Linked DNA regions of Sus scrofa: region 1 is linked to region 2. A link is a contact called in public Hi-C data. All regions are on one chromosome and are shown on one strand. Each heading gives the region's core, a stretch centred on a gene start, on an enhancer-like site or on the middle of the called end of the contact. The rest is flanking DNA. Distances are from core to core; before and after follow the strand shown. Region 1 has its middle 300 kb from the start of KCNMB2. Region 2 overlaps LOC106505748 (a long non-coding RNA gene).

The links. Hi-C and Micro-C count contacts between places; a contact is called where the count stands out from the background.
Region 1: a contact with region 2 is called in a Hi-C map of embryonic fibroblasts, with 2.1 times the contacts expected there. The contact joins two enhancer-like sites. A contact is called at or near these places in 3 of 47 Hi-C or Micro-C datasets (embryonic fibroblasts and heart right ventricle).

The regions. Positions count from the first base shown.
Region 1 is chr13:116,439,863-116,443,460 of Sscrofa11.1, forward strand. No RefSeq gene overlaps it. Among named protein-coding and RNA genes, the nearest start is that of KCNMB2, 300 kb to the right of the region's middle. Within about 2 kb of position 1,614, at least 13 of the 83 cell types and tissues checked have an H3K27ac peak or open chromatin away from gene starts, as enhancers often do. A contact at or near this core is called in embryonic fibroblasts, where this site is marked.
Region 2 is chr13:116,126,947-116,130,014 of Sscrofa11.1, forward strand. All of the region lies in intron 4 of LOC106505748 (a long non-coding RNA gene), which reads left to right. Among named protein-coding and RNA genes, the nearest start is that of KCNMB2, 620 kb to the right of the region's middle. Within about 2 kb of position 1,540, at least 11 of the 83 cell types and tissues checked have an H3K27ac peak or open chromatin away from gene starts, as enhancers often do. A contact at or near this core is called in embryonic fibroblasts, where this site is marked.

The DNA.
Region 1 (3,598 bases), core at 364-2,863, 310 kb after region 2:
TAAAAGGTTAATCTTAAAATCAAGACATAACAGATCAAGCAAAGATGTGTAGAGTCAAAACGAAGAGACAAATTTGTTCCAAGTTAGGCAAGAATGAGTTAGCTTCAATTAGATAGCTGTTTTAAATATAAAAATACAATGTATCAGTTGGAAGAGGATCCATGAAGACTGAAAAAAAAGGAGAACTGTAGCAGCAAGTATTGACATTGCCCCTTCCAGGGAGTTGGACTCTACCATTTCCTTGGCTTGACATCCCTATATGAGGGGAGAACTTGCTCACCAAAAAACCATCAGGTATTTAAAAGGTCTTCATATTTAACTTACTTCCAGGGGAAAATGTACAGATAGCTTGGGATGGATATCTGGCTCTCTTGACAGCTACATTTCTAACAAGTAATAATTGACTTGGCCCACTGTCCGTGACAACAACATTAGGTTTCTGAGCTGCACAATCTTGACAGTTCTGAAGCAAGTACATTTCCTGGTCAATATGGTTGCCATATAAAGTACACAATGCCCATTATATTTGAATTTCAGGTAAATAAATAATTTAGAGCATAGTTATATTAAAAAAATGATCCAGTTTTATCTAAACGCCAAACTAAACTGGGCACCCTGTAGTCAATCTGGTAACCCAACCTGCTGAGGGTCTGTATGACTAATCAACTTGCCTAACTTTTAGGACACCCTTTGGTATCACACCAGTATGAGCTGATATTTGCAGGTAGAGCCGTGTGGCATGCACTTTGTAGGGTTTATGATTATTTCCATCCGTTATCTAATTTGAGCTTCACAATGGATATCTGATCTGGTGTCTATGACTACCATGTGTTGATTGTCACTAGAATCAAGAAGCCCTCTGACTTCTAGTTTACTCTCTTGACCATCTGACTGCCTCTCTTAGTAGAAGTCGTATTTCATAGCCTTTCAGTAGTTGTGCACATTTTATCCCTTGACTCTTTCCTTGAACACTCATTTCCACATTACTTTTAAAAAGTCAGTCACTTCCTTTGCTTCCTGATTAATAAGGAGATCAACTGAGATATAATACTTTTCAAGGGAATGTAGCAAATGAAAACAGTGTTTCAAAAATAAATATGCCTTGCAAATAAACCTTTGGACTTGACAAAGCTTGGCTTTGGCACCACTGAGTATGGTTCTTTTCTGTTCTTTTTCCTTTTTTTAATCTTTGTATGGTTATTTTCTAATTCAGAGATACTCTCTTCCCTACTTTTCCCCCAGCACTAAAGATGTCCCAACTTTTCTTTCCAAACATCTTCGAAGGTAAAAAGCACTGAATAAAGGGCTGAAGTTAAATGAATGCATGTGGGCAGATTATAGGGAAGAATGTTATGGTACTCCACTGTTTAGAATACCATCATTTCAACATTTTCAAAAAGCCTGGTATTTGATTACTATGCAAGGTAGAATGTTCTAGGAATAATCGTAAAAATTCTTTAAAAATTATTTAGATAGATAAATAGATAGATAACAAAATGAGAAAGCATTGAAGGCAGTGAATCCTGTCTGACCAGGGACCATGACACAGAAGAGAACAGTGTGATTCAGCTTTTTTTCAGGGAAGTTAAATTAACATGCAGCCAGCAAGTCTATTGAGAAGCAGGACTTGTGGCTTCAGCGTCTGAAATCTGCTCCTAGTTCTAATGACTCATTTTGTGACTATGCAACTTATCAACTTCTCTTTATTCTAATCTCAGCTGCTGGTAAGGAGATTTAATAATACACGATTCACAGGAGGTTATGATCCTGAGTCATTAATGCAAGAATCTGTAGAGAGAATATATTAGCCGATAGAGACAGGGGGATAAAACTAATTCTGAAAGGCAACATTTAGAAATCTGGAGACAATAACAAATTTGTAATGCTACAAATCTGGTTTAAAAAAAAAAAAAACAAAAATGTAAGACTCAAGAATTTGAGTTAATGGAAACATAAACAATAGAGAGCCATCATAGGTTAAGCCCTACAGTGCATGTGACAGGCTTGTTTCTAGTGTCACTGGACGCCTTCTTAGCACCTCTCCCCCTTTGTGTGTCCCTTGGCCTCCATATACTCCATTCCACTGAGGGCTTTCACTCTTTCTCTTTGTCACCCTAAGCTTAAAACTTGTTCCGTGATGCTCTATCTATGCTAAGATAGAAATAAAATAGTAAGGCAAAAAGGATAATTAAATCATAAGCTGGCATCAGAATTCCTTCTGAGAAAAGAATATTTTTGGTCTAACACTGGAGAAAGTAAGGTGAAGTTCACAAGAATAGGTAGGGAGCATCATGAATAGGTAGCATCATTTTCAAAGAAATGATGCTGTAGGTAAAAAGATGGAATTGGGGAAGCAGGAGACAAGGAAAACAAGAGGGCTAGAGGAACACTGGCATCCAGGTTAGTTGACTAAGATCTTTTGTAAGAACTTAGATATCTAAAATTCCTTCTTAAGATGCTCACCTTATTGTGTTCTAGAACCACCCACACCAAGGCCTTTTGTGTTTTTATCTGTGGGTGTGGAAATGAAGGAAATGCCTAGGTGCAAGTCTATGTCACAACAGGAGAATCAAGGCAGGTGGTGAACAAAGGTGAAATGACTCATGGATTGAACTGATTCAGAGGCAATGGGGCTTTAAAGGTAGAGGTGACTAAGGGAAAAAAATGTAAGTACTTCACCTCTCCAGAAATTTGGAAAAGAACAAGGTTTTCAACCACCAACAGGAAAGAGTTCAAGCACATTATGCTCTAATCTCCACAGACCAATACCTCAACAACTCTAGAATTTAACTTGGGTCACCAGGCCCCTCTGGGGACTGAGGAATGTGAGGCAGAAAGCCAGTGACCCAGCACCCCCCCTCTCCATCTTCCCAATCCTCATCGCCTGTGATCTGCTTTCTAGTGGAAATTCCAGAAAAGAATGCCTTTGAGCTTTGAATTGTGCAGCTGGAAAAAAAAAATTTTAAATGTGTTAAGCAGTTGCTAAGTCATTCACCTAAAGCCTCACTTCTTGCAGGATTATTTTTATTTTAACACAGACTGAATAACATGATAAAGGTTTTATGGAATGATTTTATGAGCAAGTCTTTCCAGGGTCAAAGGGGAAGTTGGAAAAGTGTGTGTTAGGTGGAGCTGGAAGGTAGTAAACTAAGAGAGAAACCTACTGGATAACGCCTAGAATTTGAAACATTCTCTGAAGGAGCATTTTGTAAATTATACTTCAGAAGAAAGAGAGAATAGATTTTAAGAAGAAAAACTGCATAACGTGAATTCTATTGGTGACCTTTAATATTGTCTTCTGCCACCAGACTATCTCAAAGACCTTAACGCCAATAAAAAGAGTCAAATATTATTATACCACCCGCTGAAGATATAGCAACCATGATGTATACCAAGTATTGTTTTTTAGGAGTTCCCGTCGTGGCGCAGTGGTTAACGAATCCGACTAGGAACCATGAGGTTGCGGGTTCCGGTCCCTGCCCTTGCTCAGCGGGTTAACGATCCGGCGTTGCCATGAGCTGTGGTGTAGGTTGCAGACGCGGCTCGGATCCCGAGTTGCTGTGGCTCTGGCGTAGGCCGGTGGCTACAGCTCTGATTC
Region 2 (3,068 bases), core at 290-2,789:
CGAGCCCAGAGAAGTGAGGCCATTTCTTGAAGCTAATACTAGTTGCAAAATCAGTCACAGACTAATTTCATTAGATTTCTAGTCCAATTGCATTTTCTTTAGTATGACACAACCACCTCTAATATATTTAAATCCAAGGCATCGTCAACATTTCCTGTGTGTTTGGGGGTGGGTGGGATGGGAGGCTTGGGAAGTGGTGGGAGACAGTGGAAATTTGACAATCCTTTGCATCCTGATTGCTGTGCTGGGCGCTTCCATTCCTGAACTCTAAATCCCTGTAACAACTCTGAGATAAGTGCTATCTTTGCCATTTTCTATATGAGGAATGTGAGGCCCAGAGAAGCAAAGAAGCTAAGAAATGTACCCAGATGCACACATTTTATGAGTGATGGACTAAATGGTCTGAACTGTTTTTTGCCTTCAAATTCTTTGCTCTTTTCACTGTACCTTAGTTATTGCCTGTTTTAGAGAATGTTGTGCATTTCTTCATAAATGAGTCCAATTTTTGCCTGCCACCTGGTTTTTATGACTGTCCAGATTGATTTTTCTTTTGAATTTACATTTCGCAACTGTGGGCTTTTTTCCTTTTCCATTTATCTCTTGTCTCAGTCATGAGGTTGGAAAAAAATGAGAAATATGCTGGCTTTGTTTAGACTGAGAACATTCCCAAATATTTGGCTGTACCTCAAAACCCTGTTAAAATAATATTATTTATAACTTTCTGCTTGGTCAATTTTATTTTAAGTCAGGCTATTTCCCACAGGGGACTGTTGATGTTAAGTTTGCTGCTTGAAAGCCTTAATCACAAAACATTTTCCAAGTAAGATTCAGGTCCTTGCCTTCACGATGAATGGAAACTTGTTAGACAATAGCCTTGACCATTGTGGAACCTTACTCTTAGGGGCTGTGGGGTAGAGTGTTGGTGGGGAGAATGCCATCTGTTCACAGCTGAGCCATCCACCCCTGTCAGAGAGCAGGATCTGTCCAGCCCATGATAGGATGCATTTAAGAGCTGGGCTTTGATGTTGAATGCTGTTTCCCAGAATGCCTATTGAGGAACACAGTTAATTTCTTCTGTATTTCTCCTCTGATGACTATTGTTGTTAGCAGATTTGTTTAGCTGCCTTAGCAGCTTGGGACCTTTCATTGACTTTTGAGCAGATAATTTGACTTTCAGGCAGAGTAAGGGAGAAGGCAGCTAGCAGAATCATTGCAATGGAATACCCACTATAAATTATGGGGAACCAGGCTTTTGACAGGACGGACCTGAAATGGAAGACCTGTCTTTGCCTTGATGTATAATTGAACACTGTCTAAAACTGATGGCAAAGCAGTGTGAATCATAGAGGCCAAAGGTTTGTTATTTAGCAACTTAAATATGTCTTCTTTGAAAGGCCATTCCCTTTCAGACAGAAAATGATGGTCATTGAGATGGCAATTGTCACATTGAAATTACAGTGCTTCCCACCCAGGAGCAGCTCATCTAAAGGGAAGATGGGCAGAAAGCCTGAATAATTAACCCAAAAAGTGGTTATGTAACTGCTTACATTCCACAACTTGAAGACTTTTGGCTTCATTTCAGCCTTTTGAGAAATTCTTATCCCAACAGTTGCTAGTGGCCACCATGTACATTGCTCCATCTTTCTGTCTCCCTAGTAGCTAAATGCCTATTGATTTTTCCAGAACCCTAAGCTCTCTTTGTAAAGGAAGATTTGGTGGACATCATGTCAAATACAAAGGAAAGCCTCTGCCAGACTGAGCATTAGAACATAGTGTTTTAAAAGAAATATGAAGTATCAATGCAATTATAAATCAATGAAAACCCCAGGAGAAAGAGAATCTCACTTGAGAAAAGATCTTTAAGTTTTCTCTTTTCTCCTTATAAAGAAAAATTGGATCAGCGAACCAAATTTATGACAGTAAAAACTGTCAACAAAATATTCCTGGCTGTTGCTGGGGCTGAGAAAGAGAAAGCCAAATCATGTATGCAGTGTGAGTATGTGAAATGACACATTTTAATATATTAGTTAGGGGGTCAAAAATACCTCCCCTCTTCCACTTAAGTTTTTGGCTGTTACCCCAAATTGTTATTGTTTTAATTATTTTGCTCATGCTTTTCTCTTATGGTCTTTTCCACATCCTATATTTTCTCCTAATTTTGCCTTCTGTATCCGAGAGATATTTGTGGATTGCCAGCATACCTTTTGGGGTCTTAAAAGTCATGTTAGTTTGATAACCATAACTATTATAATCCATGATGCAGAACCAGATAAAGATCTGTGTTTTAACTGAGCTGCAGTGCCTCCAGTTAAGGCACACAACCAAGTTGGAGACTGAGTCAGAGAGCATTGCTAATGGGAATAATGTAGAAAGGCATACAGAGTTACATGGAGATTAGAGGAAAGTCTGTTAAATTGGGTGGGGCCGCAGCAAGCAAATTTATCAGGCACTATAACCTGGATCTGCCCTTCATCATGGCAGGGTTGTTTCTTATGCTGGACATAGATGATTGTTACTAACCTCTGACAGAAATTCTGAACCTACTAAAGGAAAAGTGCAGAAGCATGAGAGAAGGAAGAGGAAATGTGGGAGAGAAGTGGAAAATGGTTTGAGACTGTTGGAATGGGAAAAAAAATATTTTGGTTTTTGACATCATTTTCAAAGAATCACAATTACAGGGACAAAAATTTCATGTTCAAATATTCACAACTATGGCAAAAAATATGAAATTTGTTATCCAAGTAATTTAAAGATAAGAAAATATGAGAATAAAAAATCAGTTATGACGGTAGTAAGCATCACCGCATCATCACCAGATGCTTTGTGTTAATATGTTCATAGTTTTTTTTCTGGTCGGTTGATTTCGTTTTCTATATCAATTTAAAAAGCTGGTGCATTTAGGAGTTCCCTACTGGCTCAGTGGGTCATAGGTCCCGTGTTGTCACTGCTATGGCTCAGGTCACTGCTATGACGTGGGTTCAATCCATGGCCCTGATGCTTCCACATGCCATGGTGCGGCCAAAAAAAACCCAAAAAACTTGAGCATTTAAAAATAATTACTCAAGGTT